Linked DNA regions of Arachis hypogaea: region 1 is linked to region 2. The links are chromatin contacts, called in public Hi-C maps. All regions are on one chromosome and are shown on one strand. The core of a region is the stretch at or near the end of the contact, and the rest is flanking DNA. Distances in the headings are between cores, read along the strand shown. Region 1 holds the start of LOC112803377 (protein FAR1-RELATED SEQUENCE 5-like). Region 2 holds the start of LOC112801068 (pre-mRNA-splicing factor SPF27 homolog).

Region 1 (7,667 bases), core at 4,156-6,655, 490 kb after region 2:
TTTAATAGTATAAAATTTGTTATATTATAATTTAAGCAAACTCATGTTTAAATAAACTTTTAAATAATAAATTTTAAAATTAATTATTTTTGCTGATGTGTCAATAGACGATTGATTATTCGTGTAAAATTCTTTCAAGTTTTTACTCTGCTGTGAGGGTATAAAAATTAAATTCATGTTAGGGAAACCAAAAAATAATACTTCTTAATAATAAGTCCTAAACATAAAAATCTTCTTGCTAGTGTAGTAGTGCTATTCCAGTTATATTCTGGAATAAAAAAAAAAGATTATCATACCAATGAAGAAATAAAAAAAAAATTAATTCCGCAAATTGCTTAATCATTTGGAATTTTCTGGTGATATATATAGTTGGTTAATTTTTTAACTCTCATACTAAGGAAACCATATATCACTAGCTTCATGTTGTTGAGCTTATTATTGAACATGTTAACCTACCTAGGAGTTTGGATACGGTTCATTACATGTCTAACAAATAATAAACGTTACAATCACTTCTTTAATTATTAAAATCATGTTAGCTGATGAACTGTTCATGTTCCCATAGCAATTTCCTAACTCTCTCTCTCTCTCTCTTATTGCACAGTAGTTAATTGTTAGAAGATTAATTTGTGTGTTCGCTCAGAAATTTTTGGTCCAATCTCTTCAACTTTTTGCTTGAATTTCAGGTTAGTGCAATTTTTGTATTGTAAACTTCATTGATTTCTAGGATATTGTATGATAAAAGAAATATTGCTTATGTTGTGTTGTTGCTTGTATTGCATTGAAAACATTGATATGGTTAAATATTTCTAGGTTATTGCTTATGAGAGATGAAATGTTACTTGTGTTGGATAATTTATAGGTACTAAAAACATCGAATTCGTAAGATATGTCTTGGCACCATCGAGTGTGGATGTATGATAGGTTGAATCCAACAAGAGGGGGTATTAAACCTGAGTTTTATGACAAGGTTGAGGATTTTATAGAAACGATTAGTAAGTTAGATGTTGTGAAGTCGGAAGGAAAGTGTAGATGCCCATGCGTTAAGTGTAGATGCACAAACTATAAAGAGCTGAACATTATTAAGATGCATTTGTGGGAAAAGGGGTTTATGCCAAATTATTGAATTTGGACAGAACATGGAGAGATTGATGACATAGGGATTAATCAGATGGGATTCAATAATTGTGGGGAAGGTGGTTCAGGAAGTGGTGCAAATGTGGAAGAATGTGATATGTATGACATTAGCTGGGAAGACAACTCCAGAAGGTATCATGAAATGGTTTTCGATTCTGCTGGTCCAGAGGATCCTCATGTAGAGGCTAAAAACTTTTTTGATCTTCTTGAGGCAGCTCAAAAGCCTTTGTGGGAAGGTTGTGTGCACTCTCAACTATCGTGTTTCACTTAGCTTTATAAATGTCCTGTATATAAATTACTAAGTTTTGTTTACCTGTTTCAATCAGTTCTGAATAATCATGTTGATATACCATAATTCATGATATATAGTTATATACTCTCTATTTATTTTTCGAATAAATTCCTTACATAATTAAAATAGGAACATACAGGATCCAAAAAGAGGTAACAATGAATCATGAACTGGAGTTATTTTCTTGTATCCAAAAAGAGCTTAATACTGTGTTATTTTCTTGTCTTATCTTATATTATAGTATCTTTTTTATGTGCAGAGCCATTTTCTTATTGATGACGATGATGAGGAGTTTTTTTGGAAGGCTTTCAAATATAGGGCAAGTAAGCGATTTAGCCAAATGATGTCGGATATCCGTGAGGGTGTGGATACAACCCACGAATGGCTAATTCCTGCTTACAAAAAGTTGTTGGAAAAGTACTGGGAAACGGATGAGAAATGGAAAAATATAAGGAAAAAAGCGAGGGAGAATCGAGCGTCACTCTTAGGTGGTTCTGTCCATTGCGGTGGTTCTATTCCACTGAGCTCAACTATAGAGAGGATGGTAACATAATTTAAGTGGCTTTAGATCTTATTTAATAGACATTTATTTATATAAAAATTTTTTATTCTGTGTTTATGTGAAATAGAAGAAGCAGTTAGACCGTACACCAACTCATGAGGAAGTCTTCAAGGAAACCCACACACTTAAAAGTGACAAGTCTAAATGGGTGGACAAACGCTCTCAAGACACTCATGTGAGATATAGTATAAATATTAAGTAGATAGATTTTTCACTACTACTATTTAGTTTCTTCTCTGTTACTTATTATTATTAGTAGTAGTAGTTGTGTTTTTTAATTTTGTTTTTATAACAGAATTACATCCAAAAACCAGAGTTATAGTACCTTTGTTTTTTAACATTTCAAGCAAAATGAAACTCTAATTTCTTCCAGATCTGAGCAAAGAAACATTATTTGTTATAATTGATTTTTGTTCTGCCATGCATTTGATGATTTGAACTGTGAAAATCTTCTGTATGTTTAATAATATTATAATACATTATTTATTTTAATTTCTCCATAAGAAATTAAATCAGTGTGTCAAATATAATTAAATGCTTTATCTTGCCTTCACAGTTGCATACACTAGGTTATAATTCCCCTGTGTATACTGCAATGTATATCTACAGAAATACATGTTAGTTTATGTTTATGTTTTTATATACTTGTTAATTAGCAGAGGATGTAAATATAATCAAGTGTACTTACCCTCCTACTTGTCCACCTACATACCACGGTAACCAGTCTCGTTTGAGCGACAAATTCAGAGATTTTATCCATGTCATTGTACCCAAATATGGAATAACTGCATCATGATCTCCACTGTATACTCCACATGGTGATGTGAATTTAATAATTAATTAGAGCTATAAACAATGTGTACGATGTATAACTGTGTAAATATATATTTTACCTGTAAATCAAAACTTTATAGTCTTTGTTAATAAGATACTTGTGATATGGTACAGTGCTTGTGACATCATAGGTGTAAGATAAACTCCGATTGCATCTGTTCCATTCCATCTTGATTCCCTAATAAATATTTTCATAACTTGATATAGTATGCAAATTAAATAGCATTGCTAATAATCATTCTGCAACAGGAGAAGTTTATAAAAAAGTTAGCAGAAGTTCAGGCCCAACATGTTGAGGCTCAAGCACAAGGAATGGAGCTACCACCAATTGATGAAGACTTGATTTGGGAGGAAGTGTGTGGTGGGCAAAAGAAGAATCGAGTTTACGGAAAAGGAGCATTCTTTTCTAGCTCTATTAAGTCTAGAACCACTTCTGCCAACTCTGTATCTGGAAGAGCATCTACAAATCAAAATTTTGTTCCTGATTTGCGAGAACAGATTCATAATCTCAATGAAGAGCTTTTTCAACGTGTTACTCAACAGACAGATGAGCGTATTAGTAAGTTGTTAGATACACGCTTGGCTCCTTTGGAAAAGACTCAAAAGAAGTTAGAAAAGTTAGAACGGGCAATTGGAAAGGCCAAGAAGGAAAAGCTGAAACAGAAGAGATGGAATGAGGCTTATGTTAGCTATTACAAGAAGGTTAGAGCGTCAAGTAGTTCCACTACTGCTCCACCGCCACCGCCACCGCCGCCACCTTCAATCTCTTCGGATGAAGACTATGATGATGATGGGGATGAAGATGACACTGAGGACTATAGTTGATAAATTTAGTATGGTTGAACAATATACTGAGGATTATAGTTGATAATACACTTTGTTTATGTTTTGAATTATATTGACTTGCTTGTTTATAATACTTTTCTTTTAGCTTTATAATATGATGAATTTGTTTATTTTTTGTAATATTATAAATATTTGAATACTAATTAGATAAAAAATTGTAATTATTAAATTTATATTATTTTGTATAAAACAGGTTTGTTTTACAATGAAAAATCTAAAAAAAATTTCATTTTATCTTACTGACAGATTTACAGACAGATTTTCTGTCTGTAATCTAAAAAAAAATTACAGACAGAAAATCTGTCGAAAAATCCGTCTATGATTACCGAGGAAAAATTCGTCGGAAAATTTGTCTGTAATTACCGACGGAAAATCTGTCGAAAAATCTCTCTGTAATTACAGACGGAAAATCCGTCTGAAAATCCGTCGGAAAGATCGTCTTCTTCAGGAAATGGAGGGAAAATTTACAGAGGGAAAATCCGTCGGTAACTAGTAAAAATCCGTCGGTAATTTTCCGACAGAAAAAAATCCGTCGGTAACTAATTTCCGACGAGGCTTTTACAAAGGGACAAAATCCGTCAGTAATTCCGTCGGTAACTAAAAATCCGTCTGTAATATAAACCAAATCTGTCTGTAAATCTGTCTTTATTAAGCCATTTTCTAGTAGTGACAAACTTAAGAAAAAATATGATCCACTAAAATAAATAATCAGTTAATTAGATTTCAATAAAAAATCAACCCAACACAACACAATTTTTTCTACATGTATGCATTCATCGGAAGAAAAAAAAACAGAATGACAGCAACATTAGTTTTAGATAAATCAAAACCACCTTTTATTTTCTTATCTTCTCTCAAAAAGATCTAAAACAAAACAGAAATAACCTTACCAATAACAATAATAACAAAGACTTGTCCCACCAATATGTAGATATCGTTTGACCACCTGATAGATGGTCTTTTATTTTTCATCCGTTATCCATCTTCTATCTCATCCATCCTATTAACTGGGTGTTCTGTCGGTTTTCTTCTCACATGTCCAATCCACGTGAGACGCGATTTTACCATTTTTTTACCATAGGTGCTACTACAACCAGATGCACTCCGTCATTTTAACCAACCTACTTGGATCCTATATTACACTTGTGTACATAGCCGGTCCAAAGCTTGGATAAAGGAGGAGGGTTATGTTAGATCTTCGACAATCAAGTCGAATTTTCATGACATGAATCAAAGAAATTACCTGACCAAACACAAAATTTCAATCACAACAAGAGAAAATAATAAAAAAAATACAAAACGAAATTTAATGTAAAAAAATATGATAAATGAACAATCTCCAGTCAAACTCTAACAACAACTATCATGATCATGATAAAAAAAAATGGAAACCATATAATTGAAGCTACCTGATCAAGCAAAAACAAATAATCAAACTTGAATTTAAAAATAAATAAAAAATAACTAAAGATCGATATACATGTGAATTGAAGAATAAACCGATCAAGAACTTCCAACAAAAAATAGAGAGCATAATGTCAGAGAAAGGGGGACATTTAGATTCAAACATTTAGTGCAGATTTTTTTACACATTCATAATGTGAGACAGAGACAGGGAACTTACCAGTTACCAGAAAAGGAAGACAGCGACAAAGAGGACACCGCAGCACAGCGATGAAGGGGCCACGGAATCGGCAGCACAGCGACGACAAGTAGGTTTGGCAACGCGACAACATGGCGAGGGATTCAGTAGGACGGCAGTGCAGCAACGGTGACAAGCTCGGCGGAAGGCTCTACGGCGCAATGAAGGTGACCAGATTTGAGCTTCACTGCGGAGAAGAAGAAGTGACTTTCGTTCTCTCTTTTCTGCTAGGGTTGGGGGCCGAAGGTATGAGTTAATGAGACTATGAAGGCATTGGCGGTGAGGATTGAGGAACCTTAAAATCTTAAAAAATGTATATATATATAGGTACTCGAGGGCGGGTAGGGATGGGTTTATCCAGACACCAATCCCGTCCCGCTCCGATCTGATTTCGCCCCTCGTTCCAGGTCGGGTTTAAACTTGCCCTAACAGTAAAAGCAGGTCGGGTAACCGCAGGATCGGATACTACTGCTATTTCTACTTTTAAAATGTTAGTGTATATATATAAAGAAATGAACAGAAGCAACAATTTGAAAAAAAAAAACCTATTCAATTAGTAATTATGGCCTAGAGATTATTTAAGAAAAAAATATTTATTTTAACCATAGATTTATACGTTATTAAATAATCCACTAATATTAGCAAAAAATTATGTGAAAAAAAAAATCAGACCTAACTACTGATAAAGCGTGAAAAAACCAAATGTTTTGTGTACATGTTTTTATTTTATCATAAAAAAACTGATATTAAATAACCTGTTAACATTGGCTAGGAAAAAAATTGTGGCTAAGAAATTTAGAGTTTGTTTGGATGAGTTTTTAAGAAAATATCTTTTTTCGAATTATCTTTTTTTAAAAGATCTTATAGAAAAGTAAAAGTAATTTTATGTTTGGATATCTCATGTAAAAAGGTCTTTTTATCTATCAATTATATGTTTGGGTATAACAAGGGTCAAGATTCGGTGGTCCCAGAATGTTTGGACTACTTAATGGTCCCATTAGAAAACATGTTTTTAGAGTTTTTTAACAATTGCTACATAGTCCTTAAACTAATTTTAATTACAAATTAACCCCATATATTTTATTTAATTATAAAAACTGTTTTTTATTTTATAAATTATTATTTTATCAATTATCAAATATATTTATTAACAATCAAATACAAAAACAACAACCAATTATATCCTCCGTTGATCCTAATAAAGCATTTGGCCATTCCAATTGATTAAAATATTAAATTTGATCTCGTGACGTTCGTCCATGGCTTCCGAATCGTGTTTCCTTGAAGTTCAATCGATTGGTTTATCAAAACAATCGATTGAATTGTAACTCAATCGATTGAATTACAATGTACCACAAAACAATCGATTGAAAGGTGTAAGGTAGAATGCTTTTCGCTTAAACCAATCGATTGTTTATACTTTCCAATCGAATGAATGCCCAAAAACAATCGATTGTTTTTTTACTCAATCGATTGAATTTACGAAAACAACATGGATTTGCCAAATACAATCGATTGGAAAGTGATGACATTGAAGTTTTAGCCAAATTCAATCGATTGGTAATGTAATCCAATCGATTGGAAGGTGATGAAGTTGAATTTTTTGCCAACTTCAATCGATTGGTAATGCTACCCAATCGATTGAAATGTGTCCTACGCCTATTTCAATCTTGTTATCTTTTTAAAAATTATCTTATTATTCATCTATCTTATCTTTAAAATTCTATATTCAATTTTTGCTGTTTTATTTTGATGTAGATAAACTAATCTTATCTTTTCCTTAATATTAACATTATAAATTGGTGAATAATCCATCATTAATTATTCAATCCACCATTGAAATTGTGTATCATTTTCTTTTATTATAAAAAATTTAATTGTTTTTCTTTGGAACATCCATCTACTCAATATTCAATTTTTTTTATTTTTTATCCGTCTATTTAATATCCACTGTTTCTTCATCGTTAATCACCATTGCAGTAATCAGCAAAGGTCCAATCAAGTTTTTTATTGTAGTGTTCAAAAAATAAACCATCGTTTTGATTACAAAATCGAGGTTAGTGAATAGAATTTCTAATTTTGCAATTATTCGTTTCGATTATTTTTTTCCTATTTTACCCCTATGTTTATAATCTAAAACAACAAACTCAATCACGTACTCACGTTCTGTAAATTTTGCATTAACCCATGACAGAATGATGTAACTGCTCGTTAAGATATTCTTATTGGATGTAAATTATTATTACAAATATTTTTATTAAGATATGTTTTGAAAGAATAAAAGTAGAATAGTTCAATAAGGATTAATTTTTTTAAAAAATAAATTTACACTAATAATTTTTCTCTTCAAATTA
Region 2 (7,025 bases), core at 1,067-3,566:
GGAAAAAATATTTATTTATTTTTTATCTTGTTTTAATGGACAAAAATCATTTTATATTTGGATAAGTGCATGTTTGGACGCTATTATTTTGTTAAAAAAAAGATCTTTTTTTATTTTTTAACGTGTTTGGCAAATTTCTAGTAGTAAAAGTAAAAGCACTAGTAAAATCAAAAAAAGAATTTTTTTGATAAGTTGTAATTTACATTTTTTTTCAAAGATCTTTTTCCTTAAAAAAAAGATGTTTTTCATATAATAAATAAACAAAAAAGTACTTTTATATTGTTATGTCCAAATATAATTGATAGATAAAAAGACTTTTTTACATAAGATATCCAAACATAAAATTACTTTTACTTCTCTATAAGATCTTTTAAAAAAAAGATAACTCGAAAAAAGATATTTTTTTAAAAGCTCACCTAAACAAGCCCTAAATCTTTTAAAAAGAGTTTTTAATATTAAAAACGTCTTTTACTTTTACTTTTGGGAAAACCACAATAATAAGTCAAGGGGAGCAAAATTTTACACGAATCAACCAAAACGAAAACTGCTTCATGAATCTACCAATGTACGTTTATATGTAATTCGAACCAGCTAAATTCGAACTCCATTTCTACATAATTCGAACCAGCTGGGTTTGAATTATACACAAAACATACACACATAGTCATTCGAACCAGCTGGGTTTGAATTACACAGTAATTCCTATGCTGTTAAAAAATTAATAATTTATTTAAAAAATTTATTAAAAAATTAATAATTTAAAAATTAAAAAATATATATTTTATTTCATACATTAAAAAAAGCTAACAAAATATTTAATTATGAGACTTCTTTAAAATATTTGTAATCTATCAATTCGAATTCCATACAATACTCTTTTGTCCATTTTTAATAACTCATGAATATTTTTTAATAAATTTATTTAAATTATACTACAAAAAATATTTTATCCTATGCAAAACAATTTAAAAAAAGGCTTAAAAATGTTAGAAGTACTATAAAAATTTGTAATGTTCTAATAACTTAGGTAAATACATGCATGTACTCAAATTTTAAATAAAATACTTTACATTGTCAATAATAATTTAGAAATGAAAGAAAATATTTTATTCCATATAAAATAATTAAAAAATATATGTTATTCTAATACAAAATAATTTTAAAAAAATAGCTTAAAAGATGTTATGAGTACTATAAAAGTTTGTAATATTCTAGTGATTTAGGTAAATACATGATAAAAATATTTTTTCTTTAAGATCTAAATTATTATTGACTATGTAAAGTATTTCTTTAATGTCCTAAGTCAACCATATATTACAAATTTTTATAGTACTCCTAAGTTATATGGTGATTCGAATCACCATATATTACAAATTCGTTTATTAATACATGCAATTCGTTTAATCTCTTCTACTAACTTTTTTTATGTATTAATTGCATGCTAAAAGTTTGAATTATTCATAATATTAGTATTTTTTATTATTTTTAATTTTTTAAAAAATATATATATATCGTGTAAATGAGATATATGCAAAATCTGTAAATGAGAGAAGAGAGATATATTTATTTCAATAAATATTTTTAAATTATTTATTTCGATGATTATTACGTTTATTTAATTTATAAAAATAAAAATACGTGAATTCTTATGTGTATTATTTTTGTGTTTTTTATTATAACTTTATTTTTAGTATTAAAAGCAATGGATAAAAAATACTATAAAAATATACCAAAAAGATAGATAAAAAAATAATACAAATATTTTTAACACATAACCATAAGAGTAATATATTAAATTAGGGTTAGTTTGGATTGGTTTTTGAAAAAAATATTTATTATTTTATTTTTTTAAAAAATCTATTTTTAATAGATAAAAATTATTTTATATTTAAATAATTTTTTTAAAAAGAGTTTTTAAGTATTAAAAATATTTTTATTTTTTTTAAAATAAAGTATTGTTAGCTTTTAGAAAAAATAAATAATTTAATTTTTTAATAAAAACACTTTTTTTAAAAGATGTATCTAAGTGAATTTTAAATTAAATAAAAATATTTTATTTAAAAAATACCTTTTTTTACTAAAAAACCCAATCCAAATTAATATTTAGTCTTCAAATAATTTTTAGTTATATAATTTAACTTTTAACAAATTTTAATTATTAAATTATTTTTTATTTTTTAATTTTATTAGACTTATTAATTCTTACATAAAATTTTAGTAAAATGGATAAATTAATTTTTGTCATTTATTTAATAAAGATATTAATTTTAAAAGTTTTTAAAATTATAAAATAAATTTTTTATTACTCAAAATCTCGAACAATAATATATCACTTTTTTGGGTCAAAAATTCAAAATATAATTGCATCGGTGGAGTGTTCCAGAGCCTTATGAAATTGAACCACACCCACGAGTAAAGGTCTGAAGGCATCGTTGCGTTTGTGCTAATTAAGTAGTAAGGTGATTGGGGGCACTTGGATCTTTCTATTTCACCATGGCTGATGGAGGCAATGGCGACATACCGATGCTGGAAGCTCCACCTTCTTATGGGCGCCAAACATGTTCTTCCATCGATGCTTTACCTTACATCGACTCGGACTATGCCAACCCCAGAGTGAAGGCGGAGGTTGACCGTTTAGTGGAGGAGGAAATGCGCCGCAGTACCAAGAAGCCCGCCGACTTCCTCAACGACTTGCCCCCTCTTCCCACCTTCAATTTTCAGGTCACAAATTAGGGTTTTTCTTTTTCTTTTTTTTCTTCTTCTTTTCGTTCTAATTGTTGCAGTAACTAAAGAGTTAGTGTTGCGTGAATTATTGCAGGAGTACCCAATGATTGGTAGAGAGTACGAGCGTGTAAGAGCTGGAAGGGCTCCCGTTGCTCTTGATCGGTCTCGTTATGAATTGGAAACGCCAGCTGTCAGTAAGAGGAACGATGAAACTGCTTGGAAGCAAGCACTTCAGAGATCTCAGCGCCTTCTGCAATATCAGATTACCAGGTATCTCTCTCTCTCAAATCTCTCTCTATCAACTGAATATTACTATTAACATTGTGCATTTATGATTTAACCTTCCTCTTATTGCCTTTTCTTCAGGATGGAAAATCTTGATTTGTTGTTAAAGTATGGACCTGATGCTTGGAAACAACACAACAATCGATTGGAAGTATATTTGACAAGGTTTGGATATTTATTATTGCTTCATTCACTCCATTTTATATGTATGAATGCAAATAAATAAAGGTTAAATGATTCCGTAGTCTTATAATTTCACCAAATGTGTAATTATGTTTCTATTATTTAAAAGCTTTTCATTGGATCCCTACACTATTTTGAATATTGTAAGTATGTTTTCATGTTTTTGCTATGAGAAAACGTCTGTTACATGACAAAGATCTAATTACAAAATTTAAAGAAGTACAAGTACTCAATTGAAAAATTTTAAATTATAAGAATCTAAATATAAATTTGGTAAAATTATAAGGACAAACATAATAGATTAACCATAACTAAATAAACAAGAGTCTCAAAGAAGCAAGTTACAAAAATAATGAATATGTCCTGTCCTTTCCTTTGGCTGTTAGGAATAAAGGAAAAGTGCAATATGATGTGTCAAATATAATACTGGTCTCATCTTTGTTTATCAAGTTTAGTGTGAACATGGCAACTTCGAGTGGTCAATTGATCACAGTTGTGTTGGTTTATATTTGCAGAATACAGAAATTAGCTCAGGAACTAAATGAAAAGATTGAGAAAGTAAATCGTGAAAGAAAATATCATCAGGTGAAATGACTTTCTGCTCCATCCTTTGGTTGTTTGTTAAATCTCTGATATACTTTTACTTGAGAATGCTTTGTTTCACTTGTCAGCAAAATACGGCATACGAGCTCGATGCTTTGTCAATGCAGTGGAAGGATCTGTGTCAGAAAAATATAGCAATACAAACTGCGTGTGCTTCACTTGAAGCTCGCATAATAGAACTGGAGACAGAAGCAGCGGAAAGGTAAACTTGCTATTAATTTTTGTTTCCTCTATCAAATTTCATCTATACGGCTGCTGTTAATTAGTTTTTTCATTTCAGAGGTTGGAACTTGGACGCCATCACGGAAAATGGGACCCTTGCTCAATTCAGAAGTATGACATTAGCACCTTGATCTTTCTTTTGTTTTTGATCAACCATCTAGTGTGATTTCTCAGTATTTTGTTTTAGGATCAATGTCGAAAAAGGACCATGAGTCAATGAGTACCAAGAAGTTGACATTTTTTCTAAAGTAGTGGACAAACAAGAAAACAGATTTCTATTTGGTTGTTAATGCTTATGAGATATTATTATTAGAAGAATTATCAAATCAAGTAAAATGATAGTGTCTTTTAGCTTAGGACTTCAAGATTTTTACTAGTATTTGTAAAATATCTAGTATATAAACTTTTGAGAAATTTAAAAAAAGAGTATTTATATATGCAATAAAGTATAAATATTGTTTTGTTTTAATATACTAAATTTTTTTAATGTTTAATTTAATTCAATTTTATTTTTCACTTTTAAATAAATTTTAATTTTTTTCAATAATTTCAATTTTTTAAGGCAAATATTTATTTAATTTATTTTTTATTTTTTTAATAAAAATAAATTTAATCCGAATGATATTATTGAAGGATAAAATTAAAATTTATTTTAAAATTAAAAATAAAATTTAACTAAATTAAATATTAAAAAGTTTTAGTACATTAGAAACAAAAGGTATAATTTATATTTTATTGTATATGTGCCATATTTTTTTTGCATGTTTATATATAAGTCATTCGATAAACATTTTATGAATAAAAATTTTTAAGAGCAAGATGAAAAAAAATCAAATTACTTGGAACAAAATAATGTGATTAAGAGTATTTTATTTATATATACTTAAAAAATAATTGAATAATTATGTATCGTAAAAAAATTAATATTATTGAAAAATAAAATTAAAATTATTTTTAAGTTAAAAATAAAGTTTATTTAAATTAAATATTAAAGAAGTTCGATGTGTGTGTTCATATTTTTTTTGGAAGTTTATCTATTAGTTATTTTAGAAGTATTCTATAATGAGTAAAAATCTTAAATTTATAATGCAATTTATTCCGTTAAAAGTTATTTTCATTATACTTGATTTGGTAATTTTTTTTAAAAATAATGTATCATTTTTGTCTTATTTAAATCCCTAACATTTTAAAATTATTTTAATTTTGTCCCATCGTTAATTCTATTAATAGATCTCTAATGACAGGATAATATTAAGACAATTTTAAAACGTTTGAAATTTACTCCAAATATTAAAGACAAAAAGAATAAATGATACTTTACTTTTTGATACAAACACTCTTGACATTCCTATAGAAATAAAGTTGCTACTAATTAATTATATTTTAAATTATTTTTAACTAACAAAACAAAAAAGATGCATATTTGGTTGTTAGAAAATATTGATATCAAACATATTTATTATAACGAGTGTAGATGTAACGAGATTGACTTTACGCTAATCCAGTTAGGGGTGGAAAAAGGTCAGACGGCCGCAGCCTAGCCTGTGTTTAGCCTGGTCTGGCCTGACGTGTTATAAAATAGGTACAGGCTCAGGCTCTTTTAAAAGCCTTAATACATTAATAGGCCAGGCCCGAGCTTACTAATTAGCCTTATAGGCCTGTCAAGCATGCCTGGGCCTGTTAAAATATAATTAAATATATAAATAATTATTTATTATTAATAAAATTATGAGATATTTTAAATTTATTATATTTTATTATAAATATTTTTATATATTTTAAATATGATAAAAGTTTAAAATTTTTTATAAATATTAAATATATCACATATTACATATAACTATTTTTATTAAAAAATATTTTTTTTTAAAATAATATTTTTATTTTTTGTAAAAAAAAAATTATCAGGCCTTTTAACAAACTTCAGGCTCAGGCTAATCAACTGTATGACAGGCCAGACCTGTTAAGAGCAAAGCCTGGCCTGGCCTGACCTGTTTCCACCCCTAAATCCAGTGTATATTATTATCTTAACTCGTAACGCAGGATATATTTTCAATGATTAATACTTGAAAGTCAATGTTTTTTTTGGCTAATATCATCTAATTTTTATAAATTATTTTATTTTTTTAAATTTTAAATCATAAATTTTTAATCTTATATTTTAAATTGTACATTCTAATACTAAATTCTCCAAAAGATAAAAATTTTAAAATAAAAATATCAAATATTAATTAATTAAAAATTAATTACTTATATTTTTAACTTGATCTTTTGTGTGTCTATAAACGGAAAAAAAAAATTTGTGTGACTACAAAAAAAAAGCCAAATTAATTGACTTGGTTCCTATCTATACAAATAAAATGATAAAACTCATTTTAAAGTTGGTGTCATTTCACATTATCTCCTGAATTTGAAGCAGTACTTTTAGTCACAAGATTAGATGTATGATTAGTTATCCTTTGAATCAAGGTAAAGCAGGTCTTTAACTTTAACTTAGAGTCTCTTAAATCTTTTTCATTAGATCCCTTTTAAAATAATATTTTCAAATTTCTTCTTATGTATCATAAGAAAAAATTCAATCTATTCTTCTCACAAATAACATTCCAAAAATCATATTCTCAAGTACAAATAGCATAAAATTTATCCAAAAAAATATTAGTATTCTCTAACTTTTCAGAACAACCTTTTATCCAACATTCATTAGAATTGTAAATAAAGCAACCAAAACTTACTGAACCGACTAAGGAGCTCTGATTAGCATCACAGTTCACTTTAACCGAGTTTATATAAGGAGACAAAAAAAAAGAGTGAAGGAGGAGATAAAGAAAATGCATATTGAAGATGGCATGCATATTCCTAGCCGAGTTCCGAATCATATTAACTACTCTGCTAGCATCCTGTCCATCGTCAGGGTCGTAGAAATCAATATTTCTATCCCTCCAAATCTACCTAAAAGTTGAATAGAATAAGAAAGTATCACTCTGGTAGGATTTCCGCTTCAACCAGTT

What was found. Hi-C and Micro-C count contacts between places; a contact is called where the count stands out from the background.
Region 1: a Hi-C map of leaf shows a contact between it and region 2, with 2.3 times the contacts expected there. The contact joins the promoter of LOC112803377 here to the promoter of LOC112801068 in region 2.

What each region holds. Positions count from the first base shown.
Region 1 is chr5:30,531,757-30,539,423 of arahy.Tifrunner.gnm2.J5K5, forward strand. It overlaps LOC112803377 (protein FAR1-RELATED SEQUENCE 5-like), which reads left to right and starts at 5,406. Exons shown (of 2, transcript XM_025846878.1): 1 at 5,406-5,559. The coding sequence starts at 5,406. LOC112801088 reads left to right here. Exons shown (of 9, transcript XM_025843627.3): 7 at 1,689-1,973; 8 at 2,059-2,166; 9 at 3,075-3,781. The coding sequence ends at 3,650. It overlaps LOC112801089 (putative serine carboxypeptidase-like 52), which reads right to left and starts at 2,999. Exons shown (of 3, transcript XM_025843628.3): 1 at 2,885-2,999; 2 at 2,680-2,793; 3 at 2,531-2,594. The coding sequence starts at 2,994. The coding sequence ends at 2,531.
Region 2 is chr5:30,046,813-30,053,837 of arahy.Tifrunner.gnm2.J5K5, forward strand. It overlaps LOC112801068 (pre-mRNA-splicing factor SPF27 homolog), which reads left to right and starts at 2,317. Exons shown (of 6, transcript XM_025843598.2): 1 at 2,317-2,721; 2 at 2,819-2,994; 3 at 3,091-3,174; 4 at 3,708-3,777; 5 at 3,864-3,997; 6 at 4,076-4,353. The coding sequence starts at 2,494. The coding sequence ends at 4,148.